2 separate regions of the Mus musculus genome follow, and region 1 is linked to region 2. A link is a contact called in public HiChIP or PLAC-seq data. All regions are on one chromosome and are shown on one strand. Each heading gives the region's core, a stretch centred on a gene start, on an enhancer-like site or on the middle of the called end of the contact. The rest is flanking DNA. Distances are from core to core; before and after follow the strand shown. Region 1 overlaps Mtr (5-methyltetrahydrofolate-homocysteine methyltransferase). Region 2 overlaps Ryr2 (ryanodine receptor 2, cardiac).

The links. HiChIP or PLAC-seq counts read pairs in DNA pulled down with a chosen protein or histone mark.
Region 1: an H3K27ac HiChIP or PLAC-seq map of extraembryonic endoderm stem cells shows a contact between it and region 2. The contact joins two enhancer-like sites. A contact is called at or near these places in 4 of 115 datasets of contacts at active chromatin or transcription factors (the SCID.adh cell line, embryonic stem cells, extraembryonic endoderm stem cells and 1 more) and 1 of 9 other capture datasets (pancreatic islet).

Annotation. Positions count from the first base shown.
Region 1 is chr13:12,242,134-12,246,031 of GRCm38.p6, reverse strand. Mtr (5-methyltetrahydrofolate-homocysteine methyltransferase) reads left to right here. Exons shown (of 33, transcript NM_001081128.3): 7 at 1,415-1,477; 8 at 2,003-2,097. Among named protein-coding and RNA genes, the nearest start is that of Mtr, 14 kb to the left of the region's middle. Within about 2 kb of position 1,826, at least 23 of the 459 cell types and tissues checked have an H3K27ac peak or open chromatin away from gene starts, as enhancers often do. A contact at or near this core is called in extraembryonic endoderm stem cells, where this site is marked.
Region 2 is chr13:12,037,260-12,040,947 of GRCm38.p6, reverse strand. All of the region lies in intron 1 of Ryr2 (ryanodine receptor 2, cardiac), which reads left to right. Among named protein-coding and RNA genes, the nearest start is that of Ryr2, 68 kb to the left of the region's middle. Within about 2 kb of position 2,362, at least 24 of the 459 cell types and tissues checked have an H3K27ac peak or open chromatin away from gene starts, as enhancers often do. A contact at or near this core is called in extraembryonic endoderm stem cells, where this site is marked.

The DNA of each region.
Region 1 (3,898 bases), core at 577-3,076, 210 kb before region 2:
CCTGTGCACTTAACCACTGAGCTGTCTCTCCAGCCCTAAATAGTTTATTATTTCTCAGTGAAATGAACATGTATAAGATGACCTGTCTTGGTTGGTTTTTGTTAACTTGGTACAAGCCAGGGTTGTTTGGCAATAGAAAACTTGAGTTCCGGTTGAGAAAATGCTTCTATCACATTGGCCTGTAAGGAAGACTGTGGTTGATGTGGGAGGGCCCAGCTCACTGGGGAGGCAGAGAGAGGCAGGCGAATCTCAGGATTTGAGGCTGTCCTAGTCCTACACAGTAAAACCCTGTCTTGAAAAACAAAGAAAAACAAAACCAACAACCAAGTAGTCAATAACAACAACAGCAACAACAACAAAAAGGTTTTAAGGATCACTTTTTTTTTTTAGTTATAAAATAGGAGTTTCAGTTTTGTTATTTTTGTGATGCAGTCTTGCTATGTAGCCCAGACTGACCTAGAACTGGTCTCATGGGCTAGCCTCTCACTGGACGTCCTTCTACTTCAGCCTCTCACAGATTAGAGTTACAGGTGTGCATCAATCACCACATCCAGCATTCCATATTGTCTACCGAAAGACTTTCCATGACAAAGAAAAACCCTCCATCACCAGGAGAGTTCATATTAATGGCAAGTTGCATTCCAATTTCAGAGGTGTTAATCTTCAAATCAATTGCACTAAGGATAAAAGGAAGAACTAGGACTGGAGGGATGGCTCAGTGGTTAAGAGCACCGAGTGCTCTTCCAAAGGTCCTGAGTTCAAATCCCAGCAACCACATGGTGGCTCACAACCATCCGTAATGAGATCTGACGCCCTCTTTTGGTGCATCTGAAGACAGCTAAAATGTACTTAGATATAATAGTAAATAAATCTTTAAAAAAAAAAAAAGGAAGAACTAGAAGACATTGCTTGGAACTTAAGCATGCACTTTTAAGAGTGAAGTAGTTCCACAGCCCAAGCTCACAATGAGTTTTCCAGTGATGCTCATTTTTCGGTTCATAGACCAAAAAATGTGTATGAAAGGCTGAAAGAATAGGCAGAACAGTTTTATTTATATACGTTTACTTTGATTGAAGGAGGAAAGAAAGACAAGTTAACTCTTTAGTTCTTCAAAGTAAATAATGAGCTCGTTAGGTGAACTCAGATTTTTTTTTTTTTTTTTGGGATGGTGCTGGGGTTGGACCCAGGCCCTTGTCCATCATGCTAGGCTCTTTCCTCACCTGGGCTTTGTTAACATGTGCATGGTAGAAGAGAAGAGGCATTGCAGTTATGCATGTAGGGAAAATCTCCTTTCTTCAGCTTTGTGCGTATCCTACCTAAAGTGGACTTGGAAAAGGATTAGTGTGATCAGGCAGTTAGATTGACCTTGGGTCTTCTCAGAAATCAAGATATCCTTTTTTATTTTTCTTAACAGGCAGCCTTGTTTGCGATCCAGAACCTCTTTGAAGAGAATTATGCTCCTCCTCGGCCTATCTTTGTAAGTTCTTAAATATGTGTGTGATAACCCCTCTCTCCCTTTAAGAAGAAAATCCTTTACAATTAAGGTTTTTATTGTAGTTTCCCCTTCCCTGGAATAGTAGAATGAAGTGATCTTTTAGAAACCACCCTTCTGTTCGCTTCCCTCCTATCAGTAGGCAACTTCCCTTTGGAGAGAAGGAAGATGAGCCTGGAAATGGTTGAGGAAGAGCAGGCTGTTAAAGAGGCAAGAGGCGTAGGGATTCATGCCGTCAGGGCTTGCAGAGGGATGGACTTGGCCCCTGACTTCCGAGGCTGCTTGTGCCGTTCTTGCCTCTGGCTCTGCCTTTCTCTGTCCTGCTTCCCCAGGCACTTGGCACAAGTCCATTCTGACACTCAGGCAGCACATTGTGCTGTTGAGTTTGAGTTCCACAGTTCTGTCCTCATGAAAGAACAAAGGACTTGCACTTGTTTGTTACACTTTGTCTTTGTGACCATAGCCTTTACCAGAGTCTATATTGTTGATTTGCTTCCATTGTTAATTCAGATTTCTGGGACCATTGTTGATAAAAGTGGAAGGACTCTTTCTGGGCAGACGGGAGAGGCTTTTGTCACCAGCGTGTCTCATTCGGACCCCCTGTGGTAAGTGACTCTTTTGGGCACTTCTACTGTAGGCTACATAATGTGTCTCCAGAGGGGCCTTGCGTCTGTGTTTCCACTGTGCTATTCCTTGGTGACTGGATTTCCCTTAGGCTTTCAGACTTGACTCTGAGGGCCACTAGCCACTGCAATGCTGACGTCAGGAGAGCGGCTCTCACGCCTTTTGGGCAGCAGTGTCTGCCTGTGAGTCTTCAGCTGCTTTAGGTGACTAACAGTTTGTTTCAGAGCAATGACTGCCAGGGTTAATGCCGTGTCGTCTGTGGGCAACCAGAGCATCCTAGAATGAACAAGGAATGGGAGAGGTCAGGTGAGGTTATAGAGAAGTTAAGCCATATATGATAGGGCTAACATAGGAGAGACTGATGTTTAATGACCGACTGTTATCACAGACTCTTTGTTAACAAAGAACATTAGAATCCTGCGTCGTTATTAATTTGTCATTTATTGAAACCCTGCTATGTGTCCTTGAAACCTGGGTAAATGAAGTAGTCCACATTAAGGAGAAACACGTCACTAAGTAAGAATGTAGAACACGACTCAGTAGGTAAAGGTGCTCGCTGCTAGGCTTGGTGACCTGATTGGATCACAAGGACCTACATGGTAGAGGGAGAGAGCCACTTCTGCAGATTGTCCTCTGACTCCCAGATATGCATGCCTCTCTCATTTTCCCTCTTTTTAAATACAAATGGTAAATTACACGGTGCTGTACAAAAACACTGAAAGGTATCTGGCCATATGCAGTAGTGAGTCCTTGTATGACTCAGACATGACTCTTTAGACATGGTAGCATCTGAACTGTGTTGGAAGACTCAAGCCTGAGTGTGCTCAGCAGGGAGACAGGATAGATGCATGTGTCAGCGTTGACTTAAGGCTGCTATGAGAGCTATAGAGTTGATGAAGATTGCCCGTTTGTGGTGTTTTCTTTGAGCTTTACTAGAACCCTTAAGAACAACATCACTTGCTGTTTTGAAGACTGGTTGGCTGGGTAACGTCAAATATGGACAAGACAAAGTAGCATTGGAACTGTTTGGAAAACATTCAGATATCTTTACTAGTGATAGCACAATGATTTACAATGTTATTTAAAAAACTATATGATACTGAATCTAGGTGACAGTAGTCTTGCTTACTTTTCAGTCGCTGTATTAAAAAACCATAACCAAGGCAAATTACAAAAGAAAGTATTTAGTTTAGGGCTTACAGTTTTAGAGGATTAGAGTCCATGACTGTCACAGTAGGGAACATGGCAGCAGGCAGGCATGGCCCTGAAGAAGTAGCTGAGAGGTCCCATGGTGAGACATAACCACTGAGCAGGGAATGATGCAAGCCTTAAGAAACCTTAAAGCAGGCCGGGCGGTGGTGGCGCACGCCTTTAATCCCAGCACGAGGCAGAGGCAGAGGCAGAGGCAGGTGGAATTCTGAGTTCGAGACCAGCCTGGTCTACAAAGTGAGTTCCAGTATAGCCAGGAATACACAGGGGAACCCTGTCTCGGAAAAACCAAAAAAGAAAAAAAAAAAAAGAAATCTTAAAGCCTGTCCCCTAGTTACACACCTCCTCCAACAAAGCCACACCTCCTAGTCCTTCCCAAACAGTTGACCACCTGAAACGTGAGCCTCTGGGGGCCATTCTCCCTCCCACCTCCCACCATAACAGCCTGAAATGAAAGTTACCGATGTACTAGTAAAATAGGGAGACTGACAGGGCGTGTCTGTTTAGGTCTGTTCAGGTGTAGGCTGACCATGCATTGGATCTCCTTTTTTTTTGTTTTTGAGTCAGCATCTC
Region 2 (3,688 bases), core at 1,113-3,612:
ACTGCTGTGGCTCAAGGGTGCCGTGGTGCCCAGAAGGCATGGAATTGACAGAAAGGATAAATAACCTCAGAGACGCAACTTAATGCAGATTGCAAAAATGCAAGCAAACAGCAAACACCATCAGGTTTTTTTTTTTTTTTTTTTTTTTGCAGTTGCATGTAGGTCATTGGAGGAAGCTTACCTTAGCTCCAAGCAAAGGACTGTGGTAAGGAAGAACGGGATTATTTTGAGTACCAACTCAGTGCTCAGCACCCAGGCTGCATTTTCCAAAGGTTCGCACTCACTGTGAAGGTGTCAAAAGTTGGTCAAGGTGAAGGAAGGCTGCTTTGAGAAAGGGAACAACTGAGGGCCAGGAAGAGAAGGGCCAGGCTCTGAATGAGCTGTCTTCCTGTCTTGGAAAGGGCTTGTGATTGTGTAGAGTTTTCTGCAGAAAGTGTCCTATCCTAGTGATAAGAAGCAGGGGACAGAGACTAGAATCTCACAGTCGAAAATGGGGTTTTAAGTATTAATCCCAGAGGGCACTTTGGATTGATAACCAAATGCACACTCCATTAGGAAGAACAAAGCAATAATCACCAGAGACCTCCATGAGTCCACAGAGGCAGGCATGATGGGTGACCTTGTGGGGCTGGTAAATTACATCACATTGTTGGAGAGATGGAAAGAATATTGTCCATATGGAGCTAGAGTTCCAGACACCGTATATCTGAGAGTCTCTCTTGGTATCCTTGGGGAAATTAAGCTGAGATTCAAGAACAACATAGGAGTGATGACTCACGGGTGTGGAGACAAAATTAGCTCAATGGCTGCTCCCTCCAGATATGGGTGGGGGCCCCAAGAGCTGAGCTCACCCTAGGGAGAAGCTTGCTGTATACTCCCTTTGAGATCAAAATTGTCATCTGTGCTTCGAATGGGGACACAGAAGACAGGGTTATCAAATCTCTGGGAAGTTCAGAACCAGTTAAATATTAGGTGGTAGACATTAGTGCTGAAGGTGAAGGTCAGGGATGGTGATGATGACAATGACAACGATAACAAGGACAATGGTGATGGTGATGGTGTTAGTGATGATAGCAGTTTCCCCAGACGAGGGCCAGGCAGGTCACATGTACAATGATGGACCCCAGTGAAACTGCCTGCTGATCTGAAGTGGGAAAAAAAAAATGAGTTTCTGAGTCAGGAAAGCCTCAACAGAATGATGACATTTTCTTTTCAAATGGCAAAAGTGAGAAGAAGACTTAATAAAAAAAATATGGTAGATAAAGGCTGACCGAGGGCTCAGCCGGGGGTATCGCAGTCTTACTGAAAGAAGCTGGTGCGGTAGAGAAGAGCTTGCCTTGCAAGCTCGAGGACATGAATCTGATCCCTGGAACAGCATGAAAAGACCTGGGTTTGGTGCTGCATACTTATCGTCCAAGCACTGGGGAGGCAGAGACAGGTAGATCTCCAGGGTCACTGACTGGCCAGCCTGGCTTCACCGGTGGGTTCTAAGCCAGCAAGAGATCTTGTTTCCAAAAAGGAAAATAAAAGTTGGAAATATCCTGAGGAATCAATTTAAGCTTGTTCTACACACACACACACACACACACACACACACACACACATGCATACATACCCCCACATATGTACATGCAGAAAGGTAGTGGAGGTATTTAGAAAAACTGTTTTTTCATGCAGCCTGATTTTACTTGGGTCCTGAAGCTGTGTGTGTATGTGTGCATGTGTGTGTGTGTGTGTGTGTGTGTGTGTGTGTCGGGGGGGGGGGAAGAGAGCGGGGGGGGGGGAGAGAGAGAGAGAGGGAAAGAGAGAGAGAGAGATTGAGATTACAGATAAGCATAAGCTACTAGGACACGTGACAAATGCTTTTACTTTTCTCAAGGAACCTTGTGTTGCTAGTTAACATATTTTATCTTTTCAAAAAAAAGTAATAAAGATCATTATGTAAGTTTCTGTGGCAGGTCAGATGAACACACAATCCCTATCTCCTTTGTCATTCATTACACAGTGAACCAGTGTTGGCACTGTAAGGCTTACCACAGTGTTGCGCCACACTCTGTGGCAATTTCTTCGAGTCTCCTCTGAAGTGTGCTAGGTGTTCTTGTCCTCTGCAGCATGGTTTGCCCTTATGTCCTATGGTTTGAGGATCCAGTCCATCATGGCAGGGAAGACATGGTGAGCCTGAGGCAGCTGGTCACACTGTCCATATCTGCAGTCGGAAGAGGTGGATGGTCGAGTTGCCCTTGTAAATGTTTAAATTAATTCCACTACCCAGCCAATGGGATGGTACTGCCCACATTCGGGGGGGGGGGGTTGTCCCTCCTCACCTAATCTCTCTGGAAGTGCTGTTCCGGGCATGCCCATAGGTGTGTCTCTGAGGTGACTCTAAATCCTGTCAGGCTGACAATAACTATCAACTACCTGAGGGAGGGACCCTGCTAATAAAGAGAAAAGATTACTTCTGTTCGCCCTGGGAGGCTCCAGTCCATGAAGAGGTAGCCCTGCTGATTTTGAGTCTGTGGGGGAGAGAACATGTCAGCTGTGCTGCTGGGTGGGCTCCTAGTCTCCTGCGTGTCTAGGCCGCTTCCAGCAGTGTAGGAGGAGCATACCTGAATGGGGTCTGTACCCCCTGTTCTTTTGTTTCTCTCACTCTGGCATGAATGGAGTGCCAGGTGCTTGTGTGAGACCTGGTGTTTCTTACTCATGGGCATGAAAGGCCAAGGTGATGATTTGCGGGCCTTTGCTGTCCCAGGGCCCTGATGATCTAAGGAAAGTCAAACAAGGCTAGATTCTGGAGCCGAGAGCCTGGCTGACCTCATGCTCCATTTATCTTCAGTACATTTGGATTTTAGGCTCTAGGGAGGGGAACAATGTGGTGAGACTAAGGAGTCCTCAGTCATGAGGGTCCATAGCAAAGTAAGCCCATAACCTGACCCCCACAGCATGGCCCTTGCCTGGCGATGGGGGCTTCTTTCGTGGTGGGCAATCATCAGGTTTTTTCTTTCACCCCCATTTTTTCATGTATGTGGCATGCTTTTGTGCATATGGATGTTTTTGCATGTGTGTCGGCTCACATGTGTGGGTATGCCTCATGTGGAGGCCTGAGGTTGAGGGCAAGAATAATAGAATCGTCCCCCATTAACCTTCTAACTTGAGCCAGGGCCTCCCGATCAAACTCTGAACTCACTGACAAGGCTAGTCTTGCTAGTCAGTTTGCCCTTGACCTCTTCTCTCTAGTTTTGGAGAGCCTGGTGTCCTAGAGGAGCCCTCTGCAGCTGGCCTTTCCTAGAGATCTTCTAGATCCTAGAGCTAAATTGCCTACATCAGCTGGTAACGTTATCTGTTCCTGCATCCCCAGCACTCCATAAGCCCCTGGCATGGAAGCATGAAAACCCAGGTTCTTCCAAGGCAGAGATTTCCACAAGGAAATCAGGGACTTTAGTACGCCATGGGACACTTGCTTGGCTACCTCTGTATCCACGTACTGCATTATCCATATTCCACAGCCTCTCAGGACTTCTTCATCCATCCCCTGCAAACCTCACCTCTTAGGGTCTGTTGCTTGGGAAACCCGTCTCAGATGTCACCCAGTCTAAGTGCCTTCTCTCCCACCTCTGTTGGGGAAGTATAATTACAAACACACTGTTCTCCCTCTCTGAAAAGCTCCTCATGAAGGAAGAGGGAAAGAGGA